Linked DNA regions of Sus scrofa: region 2 is linked to region 1. The links are chromatin contacts, called in public HiChIP or PLAC-seq maps. All regions are on one chromosome and are shown on one strand. The core of a region is the stretch at or near the end of the contact, and the rest is flanking DNA. Distances in the headings are between cores, read along the strand shown.

Region 1 (4,600 bases), core at 1,860-4,359:
TTTCTTTCTTCACTCCTATAGGTTAAGGTCTGATGCTTTATCTTTCTAAGGCAATTCCCTGGAGTTTTCTGAGCACTGGTGGTAACTGCATCTTGGGATGGGAGGTTAGCCATTTAACAGGAAAAGGGACTTGGGGCTCCTACTTCTTACAGATGCAGTAAAGATAGTCTGGGAAGTATCAGCGCGGGAAGGTGTTGGTCCCTGTGGCTTAGGGAGCACTCAGCTTTGCCTGCCTCAGGAGCAACAATTTTCAGGTCTCACACAAATGAGACAAGGGAAATAATGATCCCCTGTGAGTCTCTCTGGTGCACAGGTGCTGGGAAAAAGGGAATAGCAGCAGTGTAACTGCAGAACACAGACCCAGGTCCACCAGGCAGGGCCAGCATTGGTGGATGGTCAGGCATTGACCAATGACAGGGCTGATGGGCTTTAAAATACAGTCCTGCCTTTGTAGCCTGGAGTGTGAGAATGAGTATTAGATGAAATGCCTATTTCATGGTTCAAGGGGAAGTCTTTGATCATTCCCTTATTTGGTTTGTCTTTCACTTTGGAATCTCATTCAGGGAGTTGCTGCTTCCTGCTCAGTGCTGCCCAAGCCCTACCAGCTCCCCTGTCCTTTCTGGTTGGGGTTTGGTTGGGTCTCCCAGCCTCACTCACAATGGAGCCGGCGTGCAGAGCCCATCACTGAGAAAGCCCATGCAGTATTCCCTGTGCTCTGTGCTCATGTTTTCTCTGGAAGGGACAGGCGAAACTGTTTCTCATTTTCAGTCATTTTTTAGCAGAGTAAATGTAACTAACTTATATTTTCCCCTTTATGAAGGACAGAAGTTATTTTTACGTAGTTTCCAAATTTTATACAGAATTTTTGTAAAATCTTCTCTGCAAAGTTAACTGCAAGAATGTAAATATGCTTCTAATAAAATAACAAGGTGAGAAACTTTGCATCTGAGCTTGTTCTTTTGTATTGAGCTGGGAAAGGCAGGGAAGATTTTACCTACATCTGCTGGATAAGAAACGGGTTACTCTCTGCTGAGTACACTGGGGCCTCCCAGGTTGTAGAGCCGGTCGGACTCTGGGGTTTCTATACTGAAAGAGGTTATGCTTGGTTTGGTGTGTGTGTGTGCGTTTTCTACATTTAGAATCATTCTCACTTAACAAAAACATTTGACTCCCAAGGGTTTTTACATGTTAGCTTATTGAATCCTTTCAACAACACGCATAAGGAAGACACTGGCATTCCTGTTTTATAAATGAGGGAACAGACACTGGTAAGGGGAGAGTCAGGCCAAGGCTGGCAACACTGCCAGGTGATTCCTATGGGATTCGAAGGTGGACTCTCTCCCCGACTTCTCTCCTGCCAACTGTGCCCCATACACTCAGCAAGAGTCACACACACACACTTAACCCCTAGCTACCATCTCTGCCATATTTAAACGTTTCAACCATACATCTAAAACCCCATTCCGGGGTTCTTAACCTGCAGTCCAGGGTCCTTCTTCACACACACACATACACACACACACGAGATCCATGGGTACTCAGGGACTCTTTGTATATGGATGGGAAAGATTTGGTCTTTAGTTTCACCAACCTCTAAGTGAAAATCAGCATTTCCTTTATGCGCACAGGCACCAAACTCTAATGTTATCAGCAGTACAAATCACAGAGATTTCATCTCACATTACAGCTATTGCAGACATCTCCCAATTATCATTTTCGTTCATTATTTTGAAATTATAGTAGTTATTGAACCTATTGCCAGATCTTGTTATTTAATGAGCAATATATATATAACATATATTACATCTAAATAAAATACAATTTTTCTAATATTTTGATACCTCTATTTCATTATTACTGGTTTTACTTGTAATCTTGTTTTGTTTTGTTTTTTGTCTTTTTAGGGCCACACCCGTGGCACATGGAGGTTCCCAGGCTAGGGGTCAAATCAGAGCTGCAGCTGCCAGCTTACACCACAGATCCTTAAACCCAATGAGCAAGGCCAGGGATCAGACCCGTGTCCTCATGGACACTAGCTGGGTTTGTTAACCACTGAGCTACGATGGGAACTCCAAAGTTTTACTTGTGATCTATGCGCTTTATCCTGTGCATCTGAAAATGTTATTCTGAGAAGTGGATCTACAAAGAACACCTTAAGGTTAAGGACCCCTTCTATCTGCAGTCCTGAATCACTGTCCAAGAAACCTTCCCACCAGCAGGTGGCGCCCCACAATTACAGCGCCCCACTGAACTCCCTGTGTCTGGGGGTGATGGAGGCAAATAAGCAGCTGGCATGCCTTCCATTAAGGGCTAGAAAAATGATGGAGGTGCCTGGGGAGAAAGATTCATGAGACTGGCAGAAAAGACCATGAATTAGGGAACGGGTGGGACTTGGGAAATGAGATCATTCCATATTTACTGACACCTCTTAAGTACCAAGTGCTAGAGATGATGAAATAAAAACATTGACACTGGCTTCAAAATGTTTGTCCCACTAAGGAAACAGACCTGGAGAAGCAGAATATCAATTCAGGCTGACGTAGCCTGGGAGAATCAGGGAAGACTTCTCAGTGGAGGTGATGCTAAGTCTAGGAGGACAAAGCAGTATGTGCCAAACCACATGCATTCAGAGATGGGGCAATGGTTGAGGGTGAGTGTTTTATGGGCCATGAGGTTGAGAGAAGGACAGGGTGAGACCTGAATGCTGGGTTCAGACTGACCTTTATTGCTGCAAGAACAGTAAGAAGGCTGGGAAAGAGTTTACTCAGAGGAAGGAAAGTTGAAATCATGACAAATTATAGCAATTTAAGAGAGCAGCTGAGGACAGAGACGCTTTTGAATGGGAACAATGGCCCATAAAGGTTGGACGCTTTAGGAAAGAAAGGGCAGACTGCAGGCTTCATGAAGGCAGGGGTAAGGCCTTAGCTAACCCCTTAGCACCCAGAACCCATCAGGCTGCAGCACTGAGATACCCAGTCTGAGCTCCCTATGCCATAAAGGTTCTATGAAGGGAGCAGTGGGGGTCTGGGGGCTGTAGTCTGGATGTATATGAACTCACTGTGCTACCAGAGGTAGGTTCACTAGGTCTGGCTAACAAGTATGTCTTCAGTTAAAAACGAAACTGAAAGAACTTTCATTTTCAGTGATGGCAGATTAGGTTATCCGGATCAGTCCTCACACTGAGGACAATTAGAAAATCTGGACAAAAATACTAAATACATCTACTTGCAGGCATACAAGATAGTGAAGAACTATCAGGCCAAGATTCACGCAAGGACGGAGAGCCAGAGAGACGATGCTGGTGTTTTACCCTGGGAGCATTTGATGATCCCAGAGTGGGTAACAGAAACGTGTGTGTCTGAGCTTCTGAAAACCTCCTAGGGCCTCCTAAGAACACAAGGATTAGAGGCCAGGGCCTCATAAGGGCAGGGTGGAAGGGACCCAAATGAAAACTTTCCCGTTGCAGAGGCCTGAAAGGCTATACCCATGAATAACACTGAGCCTGATGGGGACAGGCCTCATGGGGTCTGCAGTTCTCTTCAAATAATTACAACCCCTAAAAACTGGCCTGGGGTGATGCAGGATTGCTAGTGCTCACAGGTGCCCTTTGAAAACAATTTTACAAAAAACCCCATCTAGCACACAATTAAAAAGTAACTAGGCGCACAGGAAATGACTAAAGCTAAAGCTGGCAGAAGCAATGAACATCAGCAGCAGACCAACAGGCATGTGAGTTACTGGAGTAATCGGAGCATAAACCACAATGCTTACTATGTTTGAGGAGAGAGAAAGAATGTGATTTGAAATTGTCAGCAGAGAGCTAAAAACAAAAGTTTAAAAAGGAACTAAGTGTTCTAAAAGTAGGTAGCAGAAATGGTTGCATAACTCTGAATATACGAAAAGAAAAAAAAAAATCCCACTGATTGTACAGGCATACCCTGTTTTACTGCGTTTTGCAGACACCGTGTTTTTCACAACCTGAAGGTCTGTGGCAGCCCCGCACAGACCAAGTCTATCGGAGCCATCCTTCCTACAGCATTTTGCTCACCTCCTGTCTCTGTGTCACATTTGGGTAATTCTCACAATATTTCATAAAATTTCATTATTATTATATTCAGGGATCTGAGATCAATGATCTCAGATGTTACTACTGTAATTGTTTTTGCATTTTCACCAAGAAAGTATTTTAAATTACAGCTTAATTAAAAGCATTTTGAGACATAATGCTATTGCACACTTAGCAGATGACAGTATAGTGTAAACATAACTTGTATTTGCACTGGGAAGCCGTAAACATCATATGACTCACATTACTATCATACTTTATTGCAGTGGTCTGAAAACTGAACTCACAAAATTACCTAGATATGCCTGGATACTTATTTAAAAGGGTGAATTTTGTGGTATGTGAATATCTCAAGAAAGCTTTCATTGAAGAAAAAAAAAAGTAAAAAGTCTAGACATAAAACAAAAATAACTGACGTGAAATACTCAGTGTTCAGGCGTAACAGCGGACATGTCAGAAGCCTTCATCAACCATTTATATCAGTTTGAAGCTTTATCCTTCCTACCTCTACTTGGCCATGTCTTCTCACTCCGG
Region 2 (4,178 bases), core at 1,212-3,711, 320 kb before region 1:
TTCAGTCTTTATTAAGCACCTACTGTGTGCCTGGCAGAGCCCCAGGAAATGCAGAGGCACACACTACGCAGGAGGTATCCTCAGTCTGCAGAAAAGACGGGTGTGTCAACAAAATAAAATGTTATAGGTATTGTGAGAGAAGGCATTTGAATGTCTCCCAGAGGTAGGAAGTCTTTTAAAGCTGTTTTAAAATATTCATTCTTTCATTCAAATATTTATTGAGCCTTTGTAAATGCCATTCATGCTCTAGGCCAGGAGCCGGCAATATTTTTTTCTCTGAAGGGCCAGATAGTAAATGTTTCAGGCTTTGTGAACCACATGCAATCTCTGTCACTGATTAAAAAAAAAAAAAAAAAAGGGTTTCCTCTTCCACTCATTCTCCTTCTGATTCTTTACAAATCTTTAAAAATATAAAACACATTCTTAGCTCCCCTTGCCCAAAAGCAGACCATGGTCCTGTGAGCCTTTAAGCAGTGTGAGTACAGCAGTAAACAAGAGACTTGAGTCCTCACCCTCATGGGGCTTATATTCTAGAGTGAAAAAATAGACAACAAGGACACAAGTAAGTATATAGACTCTCTGATGGCTTTTAAAAGGAAAAGCAGGAGTTCCCATCATGGCACAGTGGTTAACGAATCCGACTAGGAACCATGAGGTTGCGGGTTCGGTCCCTGCCCTTGCTCAGTGGGTTAAAGGATCTGGTGTTGCCGTGAGCTGTGGCGTAGGTCGCAGACGTGGCTCGGATCCCGCATTGCTGTGGCTCTGGTGTAAGCTGGTGGCTACAGCTCCGATTCAACCCCTAGCCTGGGAACCTCCATATGCCGCGGGAGCGGCCCAAGAAATAGCTAAAAAGACAAAATAAAGAAATAAATAAAAAAAAAAAATAAATAAATAAATAAATAAATAAAATAAAAGGAAAAGCACTATGGCAGGAAGTAAGAGTGAGGCAGTGCAGGTGGTCAGGGAAGGTCTCTGATAAGATGCCGCTTGAACGGGAAGTGAAGGAAGGGAGGAAGGAAGCTCTGCAGGTATCTCCAGGAGACTGGCCATGGTGAAGGAACAGCAAATGCACAGCGCCCTCAGGTGGGAACATGCTTCACACTATCAAACAATAGCAAGGAGGCCAGAGCATAGTAACTAAAAATAATTGTGGCTTAAGAAATTTAATTTTGTTTCTTCTTGGTTCAAACTCCATAGATGGCCCAGAAGTAATACAGTGTTTGATGGTAGGAGTGACCCAGACTCCTATCGCGTGGCTTTGGCACACATGTCCAGCATTTCTCAAGGTTATCTTAGAGTCCAAGATGGCTGCTGCGGCACCAGCCATCACTTTCACCTTTCAGCCAGCAGGAGCAAGTAAAGGGTGAAATAGGGTAAGCCCCTCCTACAAGGATTCTTACCGAGTAGCTACATAGAACACTTCCACTTACACTACTGGCTAAAACTTAGTCACGTGACCATTCCCATCCACAAAGGAGTCTTATTCCAAGAGGCCTAGCTAGAAATCAGTTGTTTCTATAGGAGGAAGAGAGAATGGGGAGAAGCAGTGGTCTGTGCTACCTTGGAGAGAATGGAGAAGTAATGATCAGAGACAGATTAGGCCTGTAGGCCACTGGGGCTTTTCCTGAGTGAGGCAGAAGCCTTTGCAGGACCTTAACTTTGAAGAGTGTGAGCCATCTTTTAAAAGGTTTCTTCTGGAGTTCCTGTCTTGGCTCAGCTGAAACGAATCCGACTAGGAACCATGAAGTTGTGGGTTTGATCCCTGGCCTCGCTCAGTGGGTTAAGGATCCAGCATTGCCATGAGCTGTGATGAAATTCACAGACATGGCCTTGATCTGGCATGGCTGTGACTGTGGCGTAGGCCGGCGGCTACAGCTCCAGTTAGACCCCTAGCCTGGGAACCTCCATATGCCGTGGGTGCAGCCCTAGAAAATAAAAAAATAAACAAAAGTTTTCTTCTAGCTGCTGTGTTGAGATTATCGGGGTCAAGGCTGGCAGCAGGAGCCAGTTAGGAGGCTAAGGATAGATGGTTCTCTTTTGAATGGAGAGGAGAGGGGGAGACAGCCCAGACAGAGAAAACAGCTATGCAAAGGAACCCTCATGCTTTGCAGTTTTAGAAGTGAGCCAGGGATTAGGTGGCCAAAAGTGAAACCAGTAAGGCAGGCAAAGTCCAGGTCCTGGAGAACCTGAGAGCACTGGGGAGCCATAGCGCGTGCTGAGCAGAGAATGGCGTGATCAGAGTAGCAATTCTGAAGGCGCACTCTGGCTGCAGTATGAAGGAGCGGCAGGATGGAGACCAATCACGAGGGCCCCACCTCCACACCTCTGGCCCCAAGGAGCTGCTCTCAGATGCTGGTGCAGAGGATGTGGCTTAGTGACAATGTGGGCGAAGTGATGCAGTGCTAGCAGGAAGTCCTCCCGTGTCAGACTGGTGGCTCTGCGAGGGGTCGTCCTGACGGCTGCCGCTAGGGGGCAGCAGAGAACCCCCATGCGGGAGTACGGGGAGTACGGCCCTTCCAGCCTGACTGTGAAGTGGTGCTTCTCTCCTCTTTCTCCAGGTGAGGCCCAGGGAAGCACAGTTACCACGTGAGGTTAAAACAGAAGGGCAGATGCATTCCTGAGGCTTTGACGTCTGGGGGGGCTGTATTCTGGGGTAAACCCTGGTCTCTACTTTTGCATTCACAGGGGAATGTGTCCCCAGCTCACAATGACCAGGACAGGCAGCCAAGAGCCTCCGCCAAGCCAAGGTCTGCCTTCACCCGTTCATATGATGGTACCTCACAGGAGCAGTGCCAGGGGGTTAAGGACACAGTCAAGAGATTACTCACTGGGAGGGGGTAGTGGCCAGGCTGCCTTGGGTGGACTGTCCTGCTTGAGGCTGGGAGGAGGTTGGCCCTGCCGCCTGACCTGGGTGGGAGATGACAGCGGAAGAGAGGGCCAGCAGGAGTGAGAGCTGCAAAGAAATGAGACTTAGGGGTGGTGATAGGGGCTCACAGTGGAGGAGAGCAAGCAGACCTCCGACCAGCCTGCCTGCCTTCCATCTTTTTTTCCTCACCCACTGCCACCAGGTGGACCTGGTTCAAATCTGGCTTTGTCACCAGCCAGCTATGGGATCCAAGGTAGGTCAGTTGATATCTCTGAGTCCCTGTTCCCTTTATTTTCTGTTTTGGCTGCCTCAAGACATGGAGCTCCCCGGCCAGGGATCAGATCCGAGCCACAGTTGCGACCTACATTGCAACTGCGGCAACGCCGGATCCTTAACCCACTATGCCAGGCCAGGGATTGAACCTGCATCCCAGAGCCTCAGAGACACCCCACCAATCCCATTGTGCCACAGCAGGAACTCCCTGAGCTCTGTTTTCTTGTCTGTAAAATGAGGATGGTAGCACTTACCCTCCAGGCCAGTTGTGTCGAGATAGTTTATGTACAGTGTGTAGCCTGTGACAGGCATTGACCGGGGCTGCTTCCCTCCCCATCGTCTTCTGAACCTTCGTCTCATATCTTCTGCCTCTTTTTCTCCTCTCTCTCTCTCTGTTCTCATGCTTTCTCCACCCAGGGTACAAGTGGCACCCCGGGGCCCTCTCACTTCCTTCCATTAACCTCAGCCTGGAAGGGCCAATGGCCAGAACGTGGTCACAGAGCCAAGAAGCAGTGACCCTTCACCTGGCGACAGTGCCCTGCTCTGATTTTCCACATCAGAAATTCAGAGCACAGAACCCTTCCTAACAAAGGGTTTTTGTGCTGCTTCTGGATGTCAGAGGCCGGAGTGCAGTGGTGTGCTGGTAAAAACTCACAACCAGCTCTCTGACGGAAAACCCTGCTTTGTAGCATTTGCCAATTTCCACGGTGTCAATACTCCCACCATGGCCATTTTCAATAAGACACCACCCAACAGAGTCGGGCAGAGATGCACAAGATTGGCTCACTATGGGTGTATTTGGGCGCAGAGATGCATAGATGGATATTTCAGTGGTTTATGGAAACAACAGAAGGGAGTACTTGGAATCCAGGCTTTCTGAAAATGAGGGCCTGGTGGCCACACATGCCAGCTTGCCCTCCCGCCACATTCGCCTGCCTTTTTCTTCCCCCCAGGCTTTTTGTCTTTTTAGGGCGCACCCGCAGCATATGGAGGTTCCCAGGCTAGGGGTCTAATCAGAGCCACAGCTGCCAGCCTACAC

The links. HiChIP or PLAC-seq counts read pairs in DNA pulled down with a chosen protein or histone mark.
Region 2: a contact with region 1 is called in an H3K27ac HiChIP or PLAC-seq map of alveolar macrophages. The contact joins two enhancer-like sites. A contact is called at or near these places in 1 of 47 Hi-C or Micro-C datasets (embryonic fibroblasts) and 1 of 2 datasets of contacts at active chromatin or transcription factors (alveolar macrophages).

Annotation. Positions count from the first base shown.
Region 1 is chr16:52,139,437-52,144,036 of Sscrofa11.1, forward strand. It overlaps STK10 (serine/threonine-protein kinase 10), which reads left to right. Exons shown (of 19, transcript XM_021077114.1): 19 at 1-942. Among named protein-coding and RNA genes, the nearest start is that of FBXW11, 71 kb to the right of the region's middle. Within about 2 kb of position 3,110, at least 32 of the 83 cell types and tissues checked have an H3K27ac peak or open chromatin away from gene starts, as enhancers often do. A contact at or near this core is called in alveolar macrophages, where this site is marked.
Region 2 is chr16:51,817,925-51,822,102 of Sscrofa11.1, forward strand. All of the region lies in intron 6 of SH3PXD2B (SH3 and PX domain-containing protein 2B), which reads left to right. Among named protein-coding and RNA genes, the nearest start is that of SH3PXD2B, 87 kb to the left of the region's middle. Within about 2 kb of position 2,462, at least 18 of the 83 cell types and tissues checked have an H3K27ac peak or open chromatin away from gene starts, as enhancers often do. A contact at or near this core is called in alveolar macrophages, where this site is marked.